2 separate regions of the Oryctolagus cuniculus genome follow, and region 2 is linked to region 1. The links are chromatin contacts, called in public Micro-C maps. All regions are on one chromosome and are shown on one strand. Each heading gives the region's core, a stretch centred on a gene start, on an enhancer-like site or on the middle of the called end of the contact. The rest is flanking DNA. Distances are from core to core; before and after follow the strand shown.

Evidence for each region. Hi-C and Micro-C count contacts between places; a contact is called where the count stands out from the background.
Region 2: a Micro-C map of ear pinna shows a contact between it and region 1, with 4 times the contacts expected there. The contact joins two enhancer-like sites. A contact is called at or near these places in 2 of 6 Hi-C or Micro-C datasets (ear pinna and an unstated tissue).

The regions. Positions count from the first base shown.
Region 1 is chr5:127,716,699-127,721,363 of mOryCun1.1, forward strand. It overlaps TRERF1 (transcriptional regulating factor 1), which reads left to right. Exons shown (of 18, transcript XM_051855691.2): 18 at 1,107-1,576. The coding sequence ends at 1,431. Among named protein-coding and RNA genes, the nearest start is that of MRPS10, 6.3 kb to the right of the region's middle. Within about 2 kb of position 2,298, at least 1 of the 8 cell types and tissues checked has an H3K27ac peak or open chromatin away from gene starts, as enhancers often do.
Region 2 is chr5:127,812,363-127,816,750 of mOryCun1.1, forward strand. The region is part of intron 2 of C5H6orf132 (chromosome 5 C6orf132 homolog); the gene reads left to right. Among named protein-coding and RNA genes, the nearest start is that of CIMIP3, 19 kb to the left of the region's middle. Within about 2 kb of position 1,964, at least 2 of the 8 cell types and tissues checked have an H3K27ac peak or open chromatin away from gene starts, as enhancers often do.

The DNA of each region.
Region 1 (4,665 bases), core at 1,048-3,547:
GATTTTTTCTGAAAAAGCTCCAGATAGTAAATATTTTAGGCTCTGGGGGCCAGACTGTCGCTGTTACAACCGCTCAGCTTGGCCATTTGGCAGTATATAAACAAGTGGATGTGGCTGTGTTCCAATAAAGCTTTATTGACAAACCCAGGCTGGATCTGACCCACTGACTGTACTGGCAGACCCCCGGCCTAAAGGGTTAGCCCCCATCATACCATGTCCTCTTACCCCAGCGTTTCTCAGCCTCAGCACAGTGGACATTTCGGGTCTGATAACTCCTCCTTTGGAGAAAGGGGGCTGTCCGCTACCTTGCTGGGTGTTTAGCAGCCTCCCTGCATACAGAAGTACTGCCCTCTCCCCCAGAAACATCTCTGGGCATTGGCCAGATGCACCCTGGGAGGGCGCACGCTCCAGCTGAGAAGCACTGTGTCCTGGGAAAGCCAGGAACCTTTGATAACGTAATGACCAGCAAGAAGGTTCAGAAGTAACCATCGGGGCGGGTCCAGCTCGGAAGCCCAGCACAGCCAGGACAGAAGAGGGGCCGCTGGGTTTGACCACACACAGGGGCTGGTGGCCTTGAGAGGAGCACCCAAGGGGACCAGAACCTGAGGGGGAAGGATAGAAGAGACAGAGGAGATGGTTTACCCTGTGCACGCATCCTCCAGGAGTGTGACTGTGGAACGACGAGGCCCCAGGCAGAAGACGGGTTGCTTTTAGGAATGGCAACTCCCAGAACGCATTAGCTCGACTTGAGGGTTCTGTGGTAGGGAGGGTATGGTCGGCGAGGGGGAGAGAGGAAGGAGAGCTGACCTGACGAGGAGACAGAGCAGGTGCTCCCAACCCCAAGTGCACAGGAGTGCCTCCACGAATTTCTCCTCCATTGTCCCTAAAAGGGAGCCGGGCGCACTGTGTGCAGCGCTCCTGTCCCTGTCCCGCCTCCTCGCGGAGGAGGGAGGCGAGGTGACAGGTCCCAGGGGGAGGGTGTACAGGAGCCTGTCACGTCCACCCCAGACCAGACAGCAGATCACGCACACCCCTTCCCTGCAGGTCACCCGGACTGCCCAGCACTCCCCTTCTGAATTTCACACGCCGCTTTCCTTCCTCTGCAGAGTCTTCTTCAAGATCAAAAGCCGAAACGCACACATGAAAACCCACAGGCAGCAGGAGGAGCAGCAGAGGCAGAAGGCCCAGAAGGCGGCCTTCTCGGCGGACATGGCAGCCACGATCGAGAGGACTACGGGGCCGGCGGGGGCGCCGGGGCTGCTGCCGCTGGACCAGCTGAGTCTGATCAAACCCCTCAAGAGCGTGGACGTGCTGGACGAGGACGTGGTGCAGCAGCTGGGCGGCGGCGTGGAGGAGGCCGACGTCGTGGACACGGATCTGCTCTTGGATGATCGGGACCCAGTGCTGCTCCAGGGGGACACGGAACTGTAGAGCCCGCCGTGCCACTCAGAGACGGTGCAAAGCCATGGCCCCTGTGTGCAGTCTTCAGGAAGCCCGGACTGACTGCTCGTGTTTGCAACCCTTTTAAACTACCTGTTTAAAAAGTGGTCGTTTTATTCAGGTTTCTGAGGGGGGGGGGGAAAACCAGTTTCTTTTCCTTTTGTTAAAAAAAAAAAAAAAAGTTGTGTGGGGGTCGGGGGTGGGGGAATAAATGCTTGGCGCAACTGTCTATAAGAGGTGTTTCATCTGGGCGTTCTCACACTGCGTCCTAGCAGGGAGCATGCCTGCTGCTCATGGCCCATTGCTGTCATGTCAGCCCTCCTGGGCGGCTCCCCCAGAGCGTGCTGCAAGTGCGCGCGTAGGAAGCAGCCCACCCCCCTCACGCTGGGGTCTCGGGAGGAGTTAACTTTTACTCTGTTCGGACCAGCCAGGAAGCATTCTTCCACCCAAAACCATAGAAGAGCCTGTTCTTTTTGGCCACACTGAGAATGGTCAGTGGGGTCCTGAAATTGTTTTGTGCCACTTGGAAGTACCAGGAAACCTCCACCGTGGAGATGTGGCTGTAATTCACATCTGGTGAGCTACAGTTTACTGTAGCTGCGAGAAATAGGATGGAGTGGGATTTTCCGACACGTGTGAGGGCAAATACAAAGGAAGCAGCATTGACTGAGGCTGACGGAATGGTTTCAGATACACCTTAAGGGCCGTGTTTGCATTCAGATGTTCAATGTGTTCTCACAAGTCACTTAGCAAAGCACTTCTAGACCTCCCGGCTACATTGCGCGGCTTTCTGTTTGTACTTGAAGGTACTAGACCTCTAATCCTTCACATATGTCATCGCCCAGGCTTTTGAGCTGAGTCACACTGACCCGTCCCACCGGGAGGGCAAAAGCCAGGCGGGGACACAGCCCCAGCACGGGGTGGATCCTGCTTCTAGCGTGGAGTGACTGTCCGAGCAGGTGCTGGCAGGCCTCAGCCCGCCTCAGGTAGGCCAGGTGCCCCCAGCGCCCTGTAAGTGTGGCTCGCAGGCTGGGCTGCGTGGCTGGCACAGTCTTGGCATTAGCCCCTCCGTGGAGGCAGGAGAGTAGGGCCTGAGGCAGCTTTGAAGTTTGCCTCTGCGAAAACATGTCGCCCACACGCACAGGGCCCCCACCCCGCTGTGGCCCACGGTCCCACGGGGGACCTCAGGAAAGCCAGGGACAGAAGAAACATAGGTTACTTTCCTCTCCATCATTGTGTCCGCAGAGAGGAGAGCCTGGCACTTTCCTTAACTCGAGGGGGAGAAAATTTCCTAAGCCGTTTTGAGTTGAGAGCCGCCTGGCAGCGTGCATTGCTGTGAGGACAGAGATTCTAGAACTGTTCCGTCTGTCGTGTTAGTGGCCGGTCATGCCTGTCCCAGGGACTCCTTCCCTCGACTCACTGGTGTCTGAGTGTGGGTCTGCTAAGCTCTGCTGCTGGCCGCGTGGAAGCTTATCTGTCGAGAGCAAACGCGCAGAGGGCTGTTTATAAAGCAAAGATGTCTCTTCTGTTTGGAGACTTGCCCAGCTGTTCGGGTTTGAAGCATTAAAAATAAACTGAGTTGCCACGGCAAAAATATAATGCACAATTTCATTTTAATCTCCCATGCAGGATAGCAGAAGGCTTTTTGACTTGAAATGACCAAAGAACTCCTCCTTGGCGAGACAGTTCACATTCCTGAATTAGTATTTCTTGACTTATCAGCTTAAAAGACTTCCTGGTTAAATATTGCACTTACCTTTGTTCCTGCAAAGACTCTGCCTGCATGTGTGTGTTGTGTTTTAGCTCCCGCCTCCCCAAGACCTTCTCTTCCTGACGGCTGATGTCTTCAACACAGTTCCTGTTTACTATCAGATGGTTTTGCATTAGTGAACCTAGACCTCTTTGAGAAAGCCTGTATATAAAAAGTTAACAGATATATTTTATGGAAAAACCCATCTTATTTTCAAATATATTTAACTGCTGTTATATTTTATTAGAGGAAGGTTGTACATATTTTCTAGGAGTTCTATTGTAAAGAAAAGTATTTTTGAAAAAAATTACTGTAATAAAAAGGAAAACCTTTTTAAATGGTGGTTGTGATTGCTTCCTGTTCTGGCTTTGTTATGTTCGGTTCTCAGCAGAAGCCCTGCATGCCTTCCTATCAGGATGTAACTTATTCAGGTTTGCACTATTATGAGTTGACATCATAATATCTCGTGTGCTTAACTGTGTTGCCGGAATGCAAGTCCCTTGGTTCATATCAAAGCACTATGTATAGCATATTCATAATTTTTCTTTTGTAACGTGTGTATTTTTAATAAGGATTTTATGTAACATTTTGGCAAAAAAACAAAAACAAAAACAAGAGGACAGTATTTTCTAGTGAATTTTATAACATTTTGCTAAAAATGTTTCTTCCTAGGTCAGTTTTTGTTAAGGTGAACCAAAAGTCTTATTTTACCAGGGGTTAAAAAAAAAGTTTGAAGCTTGAAAGCAAAGTTATATTTAAACATCATATGTAACAAATAAATAAAAATGTTTTATAGACTTGTCCTGAAAAGGTGCATTCCTTAAAAAACAAAACAAAACTGGGGCATTCTAGGTTGTTTTTCCCCTGAGGGACAAGCATCTTTTTAAAATTCTCACAGTACTTTGTCAGAAACGGAACCAGGAGAATTTTCTGTCGCAGGTTCCAGTCATTAGCCTTCACGGAAATGTATGCCAAGTCCTATAGGTGGGCCTTCATCAAATAGAGATGTAACCAAATAGACACTGTTATATTTATTTGTGAAAACCTGATTCAATATTGCATCAGCTGCTCTGAAAAATAAAAATATTATCTTTTTGAGTTTCTTCTGGCTTAAAACTTCCTTCTTTCTAGCCACTGATGTAACTCCTCAATGCTAGATAAGGCTAACATTTCTGCTACCAACAGTGGTCTCGGTCTATTACTCAAGCTGTTGTTTAAGAGACCAGTATCATACAGAGACTCCCTACAGTAAATCCTGATGGAACAAAGACATAAGCCTCAGCCATTCTTGCTCACTGCCCAAGAGATCCATAAACACTGGAATGTATTCCTTGCCCTTGACTCTCTGTTGGGTCTCCCACCCTATTGCCTTCATACCCCACCCTGCATTCTTTTAGGTTCCCAAGGCCCCGCCCAGTTCCAGGAATTCCCCTCAGCCTGCTGCCCCCACCCCACCCCCACCCCTAACTCTCCTG
Region 2 (4,388 bases), core at 714-3,213, 95 kb after region 1:
GACAGAGCCTGGGGACCAGGGTCGGGGAAGCACCCCGTCTTTGAGCAAATGCTCACTGTCTCAGGAGGCAGCAGGTGATGGTTCAAGTAGCTGGGCCTCTGCCACCCGTGGAGGAGACCTGGATGGAGTTTCTGGCTCCTGGCTTATGACCTGGCCCAGCTCTGGCTGTTACAGGCATTTGGGGAGTGAAGCAGCAGATGGTAGTTCTCTCTCTCTCTCTCTCTCTCTCTCTCTCTCTCTCTCTCTCCGTCTCTCTGCTTCACAAATACAAACTAAATCAGTTTTTAAAATCAAAAAAAGAAAAAGACAAGAAAATGCTCCCTGGCTCCCAGCTCAAGAGGCTGCTGGGTGGGCACACACAGGGGTCTTTGAAGTCAGAGGCACAGCCCTTCTGGTTCCCAGTACCCCCTCTGGCCAGCACCCACACAGCCCCCAAAGCCAGGACAGCTGGTGAGGCTCCGCCCAGCGGGGTACATTGGCTGCCTGGAGGAGCTTCCTATGGCTCTCACCCTGGGTCAGGGGTCCTGATCCCCTGTTCCCCAGCCGTGCCTGGTTCCACCTACCTCTAGCCCAGGGCCATCTCCTTTACTCCCTGCAGATCCAAAATCCCCCACTCCAGGACTGCCTCCCCTCCCCTCCCCTCCCCTCCCCTCCCCTCCCCTCCCCTCCCCTCCCCCATCAGGCTGTAGGAGGAGTCAGGTGAGGAAGTTTGCACTCCACGGCTCAGGCTCAAAGCCGGCGGTGCCCAGGGTCAGCCATGCGCTGCCTACTGGCCCGGCCCCTGCTGTCCCACCCTTGGGGCTTGGCTGGGCGCTGCGGAATCCCAGGCATGAGGATGTGAGTGTGCCAGCAGATGGGCTGGAGCCGCCAGTGGGGTGAGCCCTGCCCTCTGAGCCCTCAGTGGTGCAGCCGCAGGTTGAGCAATAGGTTCCCACCCCACCCCCCATCTTCAAAGAGGGCACTGTGTCAGTCACTGGCCGAGAGTGCTTTCTTCCCTCCCTTCCTCCTCCTCTTCAACCCCGAGATGCCAGCAGTCAGCAAGGGCAGTGGGGGGACTCCTGGTGACTCACCCCTGCCCCCGGGAAAGCCGCCACGAGCCTGGTGCGAGCGTGCTGCAGCCCTGCTTTGCGGGACCTCCAGGTACGCGGTGGCCCCTGACCATGTCGCAACACACCCCAGGGCAGTGGCCTCATCCCCACTGTACAGATGAGAAAACCGAGCCTCGGAAGGGCACACTTATGGAGCGCCGGCCCTGCCTGGGACATGGTCTGTGACTGCGTTCAGATAACAGGCTTCGGTGCCCTTCTGGCGTGTCTGGGTGCAAAGCTGATGTGCATTCCACAACACTCAAAAAAACCTATTATTGCATCGGCTGTTCTTTTCTAATCACGAAGGAACAGAAACTCTTTGTTAAGAACCGAGAAGGAGCGATAAGAATAAGGAAGAAAAGCAATACGAAGGTCTTTGCAGTGGCACGGCCGGGGAGCCCTTCCACGCGAGAGTGAGGCCTTGCAGGGTTTTGAGGGGCGTTAAGGGGTGCCTCCCCCGTGCCCGGCTGCTGGCCTAGGTGGCCGGTGGCCCTGGTTTCTGGGTGTCGTCAGCCGTGGGAACAAGGAAAGGCTGAGGCCTAATTCTGTAGCGTTCCCCGCCTGCCAGGGCCCGGGCTGGGTTCTGCCCCGGGCATGGAACAAGCTTGGCTGTGGCAGCGGGGCCGGGAGAGGCTGTGGCCGCCCAGCCTGGCCCAGGGACGCCCAGCCTGGCCCAGGGACGCCCAGCCTGGCCCAGGGAGCTGGCTCAGCAGGGGTGCGCTCAGATGCGCATTTGCATGTTCTCTGCTTCCCTGCCCTCCCGCTGGTCCGCCCCTCTCTTGTTGTAGCTGCCACCCTCAAAGGGCCCCAGAGCTAGGGCAGCACCCTGGGGCAGCAGGTCTGTCATTTTCCCAGGGCAAGAATGCCCAGGGTGGGACCGTGCAGAAGGCGGGGCCCAGCCAGCTCCCCAGGGGCAGCAGTGACCTCACGCCCAGCCCTGCCTGCCTGGCTGCCTGGCCGGTGGCTCCTGGACAAGAAGCTTTGAGAACTTGTCCTCTGGGCTCCCCTCCTCCTTCATCCCACTTCTCCTCCTGCCCCACTCCGGGGCAGTGGCCCGTCCCAACACCCCGTCATTGAGGGGTGGCCCTCGGAGCCATCGGGGTGGCAGTGTGCAAGGCAGAGGTGCCCGTGTCACAGGGGCCGCGCAAGGCCATGTTTTCAGGGCTCCTTGAACTTTTGGAGGGTTTGCAGAAGAGGCCCGGAGACAGACGTGAGCTTGCTTCTGAACTTGTGGCCAAGCTGGCACCAGAACACAGGTTTCTCACCCTCTGTGTCCTGAATGCTTTCCACCACTCATTCATTCACTCACCCAGGAGTTTATTCATTCAACAGACATTTCTGGAATTTTCCAGTCTGTGCCAGTCACAGACAAAGAACCCGCGGTCACATGACCCTCAAGCAGGCTGGGCTGGGCAGCAGGCTGCAGCCCTCTATTCTGCTCCTACATTGCAGGAGGAAAACGTGAGGACAGGCTCTGAGGTCTCTGTGCTGGTTGGCCCTGCCACGTGTTGGCTGTGTGTCTTGGGACAATGTGCTTAACCTCTCTGTGCCCCAGCTTCTTCATCTCCAAGATAAAAACACTGACCCATTTCTTAGGGTTGCTGGGAAGACTGACTGTGTTGCCTGAATGGTGCCTTGTGCACAGTAAGCATCTGGCAAAGGTCAGCTGAATGGACAGAGCACACGGGACCGGGGCAGGGGGCACACGGGGAGGAGAAGTGAATTTGGGCTGCGGTGGCCAAGAAAGGCTGCGTGCGGGAGGGGCGTTTAGTCTGGGGTTTGGAGGATGGCCAGGAGTCTGTGGAGTAAGAGCCCCAGCAAGGCTGCGGAGGCCCGGGAAGATGTGGGAATGAAGTCCAACCAGGGACGCACCGAGGGTGCAGGAGGCAGGCATCTGTCCATCAGGCCGGGAAGAGACGAGGGCTGAGGAATGGCCGAGGTTCGCCGAAAACGGCGGCAGCGGAGAGAGCACCTGTCGTTCAGGCTGCTGCAGAGAGCAAATGAGTTCAGATGGAAAGCGCCGCCAGGGTGCCTGGCACGGGGTCCGCCCTGGACGGGCAGCAGCTGCCCGTGTTACTGTGAAGACTGGGGAGTGGGTGTCTGACCTAGCAGTCGAGACGCCAGTTCAGGCTTGCTTCTCACATCAGACAAAGTGCCTGGGTTCAATTCGTGCCTCCAGCTCCTGACACTGGCTTACAACCAGTGCAGCCCCTGGGAGGCAGAAGAAATGGCTCAGGTAGTGGGGTTCTTGCACCTGTGTGGAGGACCTGGGCACAGTTCTCAGCTCTTAGCTTTGGCCTGGCCCAGCCCTGGCTGTTGCAGGTATTTAGGGAGTGAACCAGTGGATGGGAGCACTCTCTCTCTCTGCCTTTCAAATAAATAAACAATGTTGAAAACACAGAAGATTGGGAGTACTGGGGCCAAGGAGAGGTGAGATGCAAACATCCAAGAACCAGTGGGTACATCTGTTCCACATCGCCCCCAACACCTTTTCTGGATGCTCTGGCCTCTTTCCTGTTTTAACTTTTCTTATAAGACAAGCGTAACCGAAAACATACCATTTTAACCATATTTTAAAGTGTACAATGCAGTGACATTAAGTGCCTAGCTTTTTGTTTTTCTAATCCCCACGTGCAGGAATGTACAAAGAATCTGCTGGACCCATCCCCGCAAGGTCTCTGTATTTTGTCATGCTTGCTTTCTGGCGCCTCCTGCTGTCCACAGGTGCGCGCTGCACCAGTGAAGCAAGCTGAGATACTATGTCGCTCGCTCCCTACACACCGCAGCGCTTTAGCTAGGGACAGAGAGCGCAGGAGTGATCGGGAATTGATTATTGATACAGTTCTTTTATCTAGTGTGCCATTTTATCCAGTGGTCGCCAATGGTCTCGTTAACATCCCTCATGGCAAACCTCTCCCCCCGCCCTGCCCCGCCCCATTCCAAATCCAATGCCCAGCATTCTGGTGTCACCTCCAAGCCGTTGTCTTAACCAGGCTGGCCCTCCATTCTCATCGGCTAAAGGAGGCACCACCCCTGTCCACAGCTGCGTATTCCACACTGGAAATGTCACCTTCCAAGCCAGTGCGTGCGATGCCACTGCCCGGAGCCCTGTGCTGAACCGGAGGAGCCAGTTGCCCTCTCTGTGTTTTTCTGGTCTGGGATTCAGATGAGTTTGTGTTTGCCTTCCCTCGGTCCTCCATGAGCAGGATCGCTAAGTGAGCCACATGGCCAGGCGGGGGCCATACTCAGTGCAGGACTGGCCTCTGCTGAAGCCATGAGGTTGTCGTGGTGGTGGTGGGT